Linked DNA regions of Mus musculus: region 2 is linked to region 1. The links are chromatin contacts, called in public HiChIP or PLAC-seq maps. All regions are on one chromosome and are shown on one strand. Each heading gives the region's core, a stretch centred on a gene start, on an enhancer-like site or on the middle of the called end of the contact. The rest is flanking DNA. Distances are from core to core; before and after follow the strand shown. Region 1 overlaps Plcl1 (phospholipase C-like 1). Region 2 has its middle 82 kb from the start of Gm32949.

Region 1 (5,278 bases), core at 134-2,633:
TTTAGTGAAGCAGCTTGCAAGAGATTCGCGGGTTCATTGGCTGATGTTGCTTTGTAATGGTGTCAACATTACATAGACACCTTCCTTATGCTGAAGTCTCTCAATGATCAAAATTACCTTTGAGTTCAAACTAAAATTTAGTGACACTAAAAAAGAAATGCTTAAAACATTTTGTTTATGCCCTTTATATTTTTAAATTGAACATTAAAATGTCAAGTTTCAAGTTTTCTTTTCTTTTTTATTTCAATATATATCTTTGATTAAATAAAATGGTATTTAACAGAGGCTTCAAAATTCTTAGTGCTTGGATGATTATACTTTAAAAATCAAGTACAGACAAAAATATTCATTCACGCTAATTTAGAAGTTTGAAGATTTATTTTTATGTGTGTGTGCTTGCCTGAGTTTATTTTTACCACATGCATGCAGTGTCCTTGGAAGCCAGAAGAGGGCATTGGAACCCCTGTAACTAGAGTTGGAGGTGGTTGTGAGCCACTACATGGGTGCTGGTTGTCCAACCCAAGTCTTCTACAAGAGCAATATGTGCTCTTAACTGTGAGTGATTATTCTGGTCCCTAAGGTGGAAGTTTAGATAAAATCTTGTTAAAATTCACAGGATTGTCATGTCCTGGAACTTTATTTAAAAATCCACATTGTGATGTTAAATGTGTATGTATGGGCAGAGAGTGAATTTGCTGTGACCAGTTTTATAAGTATGTGCATAGCTTCATCATTAAATATTCTAACCATCTCCAATTGTGTAAAAGCAGCTACTGAAAACATTCATGTCCTTTGAAGAAACATCAAGAACAGATGGGAACAGAGAGTCTTTGACTATCCTGAAACAGTTCTACAAATAGTTACGACTTCCTTTCAAAAGTTAGAAATTCTATTAAATCTATTTCCATTCTTCACAAGGGCTGCTAGCTGACTGTGTAATGACATGCCACGCAGCACAAAGCATGACCTCTGATGCTACTGCTATGGTGTGCTTGCTTAGTAGAGGAAGGAAAAGTAGCTAGTATTAGGAGAAGTGCTACACTTGGGTTGCCAGATGAAGTACAGGACGCAGAGTGAAACTTACATTTCATTTAAACAACACATAGTAGTTTAGTGTATGCCTCGTACAACTACTGTTCACTGTTTAAATAAAATTTAAATTTAACCAGTTATCCTATACTTCTGGTGAGTCTGCTGGCCCTCACCCTTTGCGGTTAGGTAGATAGTAAGTAACGGTGAAGGAATAGTTTTTTTTTTTTTCTGATGTATCAGAAACTCTCCTTAAAGTTCCTCAGGAATCAAATTGTGTCTTACTCACCCAGCTAATGAGTCATTTCTGGAGCTGACATTTGAATCTAGTCAGCCCCAAGAGCTCTGCTTTGATGTTGAAGTACCACAACTGCTGATTTCAAGTTCTGCTCTGAGCCAAAGTAGCAAACCATCCTGTGACTGGCATAAAGAGATGGAGACCAATGCAATAGAAGACTCAGAAGTAAACCTTTGCAGCCTCGGCCCCTGGATTGCCCACAAAGTTCCCAAAGCATGGTGGCAGGTCGCCTGGGTATCCATATGCAAAAAAAGTAAAACTAGATCTATAGTTCTCACTCTGCATAAAAAGCAATAATATAAAACGTATTGTTTTCTTAATGTAAAACTTGAAACTTTAGGATGGCTAGAGGAAAACGAAGGAAAAACACTTGAAGATGTAGGCATGGGCACAGTTTTGGAATGTTACTCTAGCTGTTCAGGAAATGATAACAAATTTATAATCAGGATTCCATGAAATTGGAAAAGCTTCTGCACAGCAAATGAAACAATTGCCAGAGAAACTCGACAGCCTACGGAACAGAAGAAAACGCCTTGCCAGCGTTTTAATCAATTGGAGGTTAAAAATCCATATTATATAAAAAAATTAAAAAGTAAAAAGCCATCCAAAAACTCAGTCAATAAATGGGCAAATAGATCAGACAGTTGCCAAAAGAAGAAGTACAAATTACCCATAAGTACAAAAAAAAAAAAAAAAAAAAAAACAAATCAACATCTTTAACCATCAAGGAAATACAAGCCGAAAGGACATGAAGATTCGTCTTGCTCTATTCAGAATGGTGATTACCAATGATACAACAAAAGCTGGACAGGATGTACAGAGCATGGTGATGGAACCCATGTTCACTGCTGGTGGCAATGTAAATTAGTTCAGCTACCGTGGGAGTCGGTAAGGTGATTTCACAAAAACCCGGAAATGGATCTGCCATATGATCCAGTTATACCACTCCTGTACATACACTGCAAGGAATCTACAGAGACACCAGGGTATCCTCTGCACTGTTATGGAATTAGCCTAGGTGCCCATCAACAGATGAATGAATAAAGACAGTGTATACACACACACACACACACACACAGTGGAGTGTTATTTGGTAACATTACTTGGCATGAAATTATGTAACTTTCAGGAAATTGGATGAAATTGGAGACTGGTTAACGTGAGTTAAGGGAAATAAACCAGGAATAGAAAGACAGATACTATCATTCCTTTTCATATGAGATCTGGATTAGAGAATGCATCCGTGAAAAGCAAAAGGTGAAGGTTTGAGAAGAGTCAGGGAGCAGCAGGAGGGAAGAGGGAGATAGATAGGAGAAGGTAATGAACGTGCGAGAACATGATCCAAGGCCATTGGAAACAAGTAAATAACATAAAAACAGCTAAAAATAAGAACAGTGCTCTCAAATGGTTCCTCATATACTGGGGTTTGTATTGTAAAAGTACAATCAATTCTATGTTCTATGTTCTCCAATATTCTTTACTATACTGGAGTTTTACATTCTAAAAATCATCAAATACATTTAAATTTTGCATTAAATAATTCATTTAGTAAACAATTGATTTTTTTTTCTTTTTTTATAGTCTGTTACTTTCTCTTTTTGGTTTTGTTCTTCCTCCTCTCCCATTGTCCTTCCCAGTTCTGCTGTCCTCCCTTGATGGATCTCTTCTGCCCAGATTGCTGCCTTCTCCTCTCCATGTGTTCTGGTCCTTCCTCCCCACCACGTTAAGATCTCATTCTCTGCTCTTATGGTCACATTTCTACACTTGCAACCACTTCACACTGAATATCCATTCACACATATGAAAGAAAACATATGGTATTTGTCTCTCTGAGCTCTGCTTATTTTAACATAACGAAGTTGGTTTAATTTAGCCTAAACCAGTCTCAGACTCACTAAGGTGACTTGACCTCCTGACCTCCCTTTCTCTAACTCTCGAGTGCTGGGATCAGTCATCTAGGACTATACCTAGCAACTTTGATTTCTTTATGGCTGGAGAGTTTCCTTTTGTTTTTGGCACCAGTCTCCACTGTGTATGTAACACTGGCTAGCCTGGGTCTCTTTGTATACCAGGTTGACCTCAAACTCACAGAGGTCTAAGTGTTTGGGATTAAAGGAGGATGCTGCCAGGCCTGGCCCTAATTTGAGAAAGTTTGAAGCACATGTAGATTTTTGATGTTCTATTTCAAGAGTCATTCATTAGTTTTGCTAGATGTTTTTGTTCGCTGCATATTCTGGCAGTGACTTCTTTTTAATTTTCTTGGTAAGGATGAATCAGTTTATACCTGGGGGGAGCTGTATCTTTTCAGTCTGCTTGATTTGTGGATTGAGTAGTTTCTGTCCCACCTCCTGTTGATGTCAATCATCCAGGACTTTGTGTGGCATGGACTATAGTTTTTTCCATGAGTACAGTGGTTTCCATTAATTTAATTAAATAAACGATAACTGTCTTTAATGATAATGTAGTTTTTACATGTGAAATATTGAAGTAATTCCAGTTACCATAATAATTATTCTTAGTTTTCTTTTGCATTATACATTTTTGTTTCAAAATGTTTATTAATGGGCTAGCAAGTTGGCTCAGTAGGTAAAGTTTCTTTTCAATCCTCATGATATGAGTTTAATCAGATTCCAGGACCCATGTGGTGAAGGAGAGACTCAACACTTACCAGTTGTCCTGTGAGCACCACACACATGCTGAGGCACACACGTGCTTCACTCCCCAATAAATAAACAAATGTAATAAAAGTTCATTATTTTAATGTAATAATATAAAATGAAAATATTTGAATAAAAAAATCAAGTTTTCTTTAAAAAATACCCACTATGATAATCATGTAATTGAAATAAAGATGTTTTTAAAGACTTCTGTATTCTCTAGTAAATTTACAAAATTTGTAAAAAGTCAACTAAATGTGTAGCACTGAAGGCCATTTATTAAGTCGCAGTAAAATACAATAACAAAATTTGCTAACTTTCATTTCTAAGTATACCTCAGCTATTCCTAGTGGCCAAGCCCAGAGCCTGTTTCATTTTGAGCCGACTCTGCATCTGTTAGTAATTCCTCAACAGTACCCTCCTTCCCCACACCTGGCGACAGCTGCTCTGCTTTCTCTCTTCATGAATCTGGTAAGGCCATTTAGAATTATGTTACAATTTGATATCCACTATTATTAGATACACCACAATAAAACGGGAAAATTTAGAACTGGAGCCAAACCCTTTCCTTGATTTTTTAGTTTGAGTTGCTTGATTTCCCTGAATCTGCTTGCACACCTCTAAGAGGGAACGAGTAATTCATTCTACTGCTGGTAGGGTTTCCTGAGACAAGGTCCAGAAGACATTGAAAGCGTGACAGGCATTTAATAAGAGACATTATCGTAGCTACAGTCAAAATATTAACTCTTTTTCTTAGTTAAACAAATCCTTAGTGGTCTGACAAAGACCAATTCATTGTGAATTCCTGGGAAGGTTGCTGTGTGTTGCTTTGTAATGTAGAAGTCATAAATGCTTAAACCAAATCTTAAAGTTTATTTACGACTATAAAAACATAATATATGTATTTAGTTTTTGCAAATTTCAATAGAAAACCAAAAAGTTGATTTAATTTAGTAATTTTATTCATGGTAGACTCCCCCATCATACTCTAGTTTTCCAGTTCAAATTATCCTCCTTCTAAGCCCTTTATGTTCTTTTGTGTTGTTACTGTTCATCACCTTCATATTAGCATAAACAAAGGAAATAGAAAAAGATTTAACCTAAGTCAGTCAAGCTTTTGTTAGTGCAGATAAAACAGTTTTTCTCTATTCTAGGAATCAAACGCTATCTTAAACAGCCCAAACGGTCGAGTTCTGTAACTTAGTCAAATTCATGTATCAGGCTGACATATCTGTATCGAGTACTTTCTTAATGAAAAGCATCAGTGTGCTGCTTCCTGTTTGTGAACTTGGCA
Region 2 (5,260 bases), core at 2,230-4,729, 380 kb after region 1:
AGCCTTTTAATCATCTCTTCTTGGACTGCTGGTTTTAGCCTATGCAGCCTAGTTGTAGCAAGAATTCTGCCAAGATGGTTTAGCAAGAATTCTCCTTCTTTGATACCCATCATGTTCCTTTCCATCCATGCATTCTCTTCTATTGCACATTGGTAGCTTCTGCAGCAGCTGTGGTCCTCCACTGATGTCCTCTACTGAGGTGGTGTTAAATAAAGGTCTTGCCTTTGAATCACTGGTATATTGTTCATTTGGCTACTGGCTAGGAACACATCTGGTGCTGTCAGCTAGAGACCTGTGCACTTTCTGTCCATTTTGCCTGGGTTCCCTGTAGCATGCGACTCTCAGGGTAGCCGAGCTTTTTACAGTACAGCTCCTGTCAGCCATACAGTTTCTGTCCTACATACTGCTCCTCTCTGTGCCTTCCAAGAGGGAAGCTATAAGTCGTCTTATGATCGGATACCACAGGCTTCCCCTTGTGCTCTACAGACCAAGAAAGGAGAGGAACTAGACTCCACAGGCAAATGAGAGAAAATTAGAGGTTTGGGATACCTCTAATCTATCAAAGGCTGAAAGTAATGGGAAAAGCACATCAACATGTGGCTTACTGTCAAAGAGCATTTCCTGTACTGCAGACCTAAACGTTTGAAGGCAGAACAAGTCCCAAGTTAATGGAGACCCTTCAATTATTCATCCTGCCGCCTTCTTTTGCTGACTCCTGTGATAGTGTCATAGTCCCCTGCAATCTTATGAAAAGAAGACCACCTAGAGTTAGGAAGGGGTAATGGTCTATCTCTATTTTCTTTTTTCATTTTTAACAGTATAATTTAAAAAGGATAAAAGAAAAACTATGGCATAAATTTGGTCAAGACAAGCCAATAGGAGGAAAGAGCCCAAAAGAAGGTAAAAGAATCAGAGACCCACTTATTAGAATATGTAAAGATCCCATAAAATACTAAACTGGAAACCATAATATATACTCAGCAACCCTGGTGCAGCCTCGCGCAGGCTCTGTGCTTGCTGCTTCAGTCTCTGTGAGTTTGCACAAGCTTTGATCACATTGATTTAGACAATTTTGTTTTCTTGGTGTCCTCCATCTCCTCTGGATCTTACTCTTTCTGCTTCCTCTTCTGCAGGGTTTCCTGAGCTCTGAGGAGAGAGGTTTGATGGGCACATCCCATGTAGTTCCAAGGTCTCTTGTGCATTGCATCGTGGCTGGCTGTGGGTCTCTGTATTTGCTTTCATCTGCTGTAGGAGGAAGCTTCTCTGATGATGACTAAGCAAGCTATATTTTATTTTGTTATATTTTTTTAAATGAAAGAATAAATGACAGACTGACTGGGTGCATGGGTGAGTGGATGAATGGATAAAGCCACTAGGATAAAGGTTAACAAAGGAACTGCCACTTATACCTACAGGGAGATGAAAAATCAATTTTCTCCAGTAGAGTTCCACTGGATATATCAACCACTCCAGGGAAACCCTCGTGTTCAGGAATAGTAGATTAACATATGATTAGATTGTGTGTGTGTGTGTGTGTGTGTGTGTGTGTGTGTGTGCGTGCGTGCGTGCGTGCATGTGAGCATGTGCGAGAGCACCCTTTTATTTGATTACAGTTTAGTATTTTGCTTTGCTTTGTTTGGTTTGGATGTGGTTTTAGAGTGTTTTGAGTTTGTGGGTGTTTGGTTTTGTGAGCTTTTTGCTTGTTTTTGGAAAAGAACTTAAAATTGGGTGGGTAGGAAGGGGGGAAAGATCTGGAAAGACTTGAGGAGGAGGAAATATGATCAAAATATATTTAAATCTAAAATTTTTAAATAATAAAAGTGTAATAAAAAGAAAAATAATGACCTGCTATTAACTAAATCTTATCACCAATAGCAGGGGCTGTGTTGCTGCCCCTACAACAAGGAGGCACACCATCCCATTCCAAATGGAGAAAGATACCCATGCTGGGATTGCTCCTACAGATGCTTCACCATCAAGTAGATCAGCCTCAGTTGCATGTCTGACCTGTTGTGAAAGCATGTATTTGCTCTTGTCTAACGCATCCTTATTTCTGCCAGTTCTCTAGTCACACTTCCCCAAAGAAGATATACAACATTTCAATTTTTAATAAGAAGATTCTCATTAGAAGTAATCATCAGAGAACTATAAATCAAATTTCAATGAGATATTACATCATACCTACTAGAATGGCTTTGATCAAAAGTCAAAGATAAAGAGTATTGACAGATCTATGGAGAGAATAAAGGGAACTTTTTATTCTAATGGAAGGGAGATAAACAGTTATGGCAAGTACAAAAGTTATTATACGGCTTCTTAAAAATTAAAAATAGAACTACTATATGGTTAAGCAACCCACTCCTGATTATAAGTCTAAGAAAATAAAATCACTACCTTGAACAGACACCTACATTCCAATATTCACTGAAGCATAATTTGTAACGCCAAGATAAATGGCCTAAGTGTTATTAATAGAGAAATGGATAAGAAAATGTTGGGGTTGGGAGAAGGCTCACTCTGTAAAGTTCTTTCATGTAAACATGAAGACCTGAGTTTAGACTCTTAGTACCCACATAGAATGTTGGGCATGACATCACACGTCTGTTAATGTAGGGTAGTAGAGGCAGGTAGATTTCTGGAGTTATCGGCCAGTCAGCCTACCTAGATTGATGAGCTCTGAGTTCAGTTCACTCTCCCAAAACTAACATGAGTAGCAGTTGATGAAGATGCCTAACTTTGACATCTGGTCTCCATATGCCCATTTGGAAGTCTGTATATAATCATACATATGTATACAACTACATGAATGGTTAGCAGTATAGACTGTAGAACAGGACAGTATATGGTACAGTAGGGAGCATCCAGGAGGATGTAGGAGGAAGATGATTTATGGAGAAATCAATCTTTATGAAGCTGATTTGAAGGAGAAATAACACTCAAGTCTTCTCAGACAGCCCTGGCTAATGCTGGTCTGTTTAGAACATGAGGAGCAAACCATGGCTCTGTAAGTGTTCATCATACTACTAAGTTGCCACATTTCTGTTCAAAATAATGACAACATAGTCACAGGCTGGAAAGAAACAAATGCTTTATTTTTGACTCAATAGGATCAGGCCTCTAAATGATAAAATGTCACCACACTTCCTGTGGGGTTAGATAGTACTGGTTCCATGGAAGGTAAAATAAATCATAAAATGTCAAACAATCTTTGGAAATCCCATAAGAATGTGTAATAGCAGAGATTAACTTAGGTCTTATTAAGCACAACAAACTATTAGAGTAGGTGTCTTTTTCTGCATTTGAGAATAAAGTATAGCATATTTGTACTGCCTACTGAAAGTCGCTCTCGTGTTTGAAGAGCACCAATCAGCAAAATGATCAGGAGTTGCTTGTGGGTCTCCTGTGAGTGATGACTATGCCTCCACACAGAGAAGCTGAAGCAACACGACTGTTGAGCATTTTCTTTCTTTTTCACTTCCTCTGTTCCCTCCCTCTAGTCTGTGACTTCCACCCCCACTCTGTCTTATTCCCAGCTGTGAAGCAGGAGTGAGTGACTGTGGGAGCCGAGAGGGCTTGGCATACAATCCTACTGTCCATCAAGGCTGCAGGACCTGCCAGCACCCTTCCTCCTCCATCTCCAGACAGTCAAGGCTGAACACGCTCAGGAGGAAACAACAGAGGCTCCCTCTCTCAGCCTCTTGAGTAGAATTAGTGGCTTACTTTCCTTCTTCTCTGCTGTTCCAGGCCCTCTTAGCTCTCCAGACTGAAAATGATGTGTTTGTTACTGTTGTCTGTCTGCTGAACTGGCCACCAGTGGCCCAAAGGTCATTTTCTCAGGCTCTAGTTCAGCTTTCCCAGCCAACTTTTGTTTCTTGGTCCCTTCCGGGTGCCTGGCTCCACTTTTACACTTATCTTCTTTCTCCTACTCACCTCTTTCAATCAGAACTGCTTAAAAAGTTCTCCCATGTAATTCAAGATAAAGGCCACTTACCAGCTCCTCTGGGATAGAGTCCACTGCTCTTACTGTTTGGTGGACTGGCAGAGTACCTTCCCTCTGGTCCCTTGGCAACTGGAAAAGTGTTCTCTTGTGATACAGGACACTATAATTACAGGTTTGTTTGGAAGAGGCTTAATTGGTTATAAATTTGGGGTTTAAACCTGGTTTCCAGCACTTAAGTGATGATTGTGTAATATTTTGGGTGTGGCAAAATATAATCATATTACTAATATATTAATGAATGAATAATTATCAATAACAATTAACCAAAATGATGTATTACTGTTACTATATTATTCATATATAATAGTATGATGATGCTTGTTGCATAGTGCGTTTCCTAGTGTCATCGTGTATAACAGTGTGGTGAATAACTACAGCTGGATGGAGGGGCATGGCACACAGTGGGCATTCAACTAAGGAGCCACAGTGTTGCCTCCTCTGTGTCTCAGTGCATCTTGGGTAAAGATTCTTGTCTTGGTGTCTTGCAGTCTCTGTCTTCCTTTCTCCCCCTCCCTTCTACCCTTCACCCCACCTAGTGCCTTCTCTCCCACACACTGTTAACCTATGGGCTCCACCTCACATATCAGTTATAGATGATGGTGTGACAGACATGTTTTCCTACAAGACATCACTAAGTCTGATCAATTGTTTTGTAATTAATCACATTCCAACCTAATCTTTCTCTCAGCAAACTTCAATAATATTGTCAAAAGAAATTCTTTTTTTTTTTTTCAGTTTGGTTTTTGAGATCTGATTTTTCTGTATAGCCCTGGCTGTCCTGGAAATCACTCTGTAAACCAGGCTGTTCTCAACCCTAAAGATCTCCCTGCCTCTGCCTCCTAAGTTCTGGAATTAAAGGTGTGCGCCACCATCACCTCAATCAAATTTTTTTTTTTTTAAGAGAGGTGAAGAACATGCTATAAAATCCCAAGGTCCTTTTCGGAAGGAGTAGGCCATACATCTGTTCTGTCCTCACATGTGGTAAATACTTGGAGACCAAACTTTAATCTTAGTTTATCTTAGTTGGAGAACTCACTTGTGAGTGAGACAGACTGGAATAGTAAGTACAATACATAGTTCACATAATATTTTAGGGGTATGAGAATACTAGGAGTGGTGAAATAATGTCACGGAAGCCACACAACTGTAGCAGTGTTGGAAATGGAGAGTGCAGACCAAGCAGAACCAGGAAGGAGAAAACCACAGCTCTTGGCCACACCCTTGGGTTTTTTTTCTTCCTTGCTTGTTAGCAAGATTTTG

What was found. HiChIP or PLAC-seq counts read pairs in DNA pulled down with a chosen protein or histone mark.
Region 2: an H3K27ac HiChIP or PLAC-seq map of regulatory T cells shows a contact between it and region 1, with 6 times the contacts expected there. The contact joins two enhancer-like sites. A contact is called at or near these places in 1 of 484 Hi-C or Micro-C datasets (bone marrow-derived macrophages) and 3 of 115 datasets of contacts at active chromatin or transcription factors (acute myeloid leukemia, large pre-B cells and regulatory T cells).

Annotation. Positions count from the first base shown.
Region 1 is chr1:55,429,463-55,434,740 of GRCm38.p6, forward strand. The region is part of intron 1 of Plcl1 (phospholipase C-like 1); the gene reads left to right. Among named protein-coding and RNA genes, the nearest start is that of Plcl1, 26 kb to the left of the region's middle. Within about 2 kb of position 1,384, at least 19 of the 459 cell types and tissues checked have an H3K27ac peak or open chromatin away from gene starts, as enhancers often do. A contact at or near this core is called in regulatory T cells, where this site is marked.
Region 2 is chr1:55,803,687-55,808,946 of GRCm38.p6, forward strand. No RefSeq gene overlaps it. Among named protein-coding and RNA genes, the nearest start is that of Gm32949, 82 kb to the right of the region's middle. Within about 2 kb of position 3,480, at least 64 of the 459 cell types and tissues checked have an H3K27ac peak or open chromatin away from gene starts, as enhancers often do. A contact at or near this core is called in regulatory T cells, where this site is marked.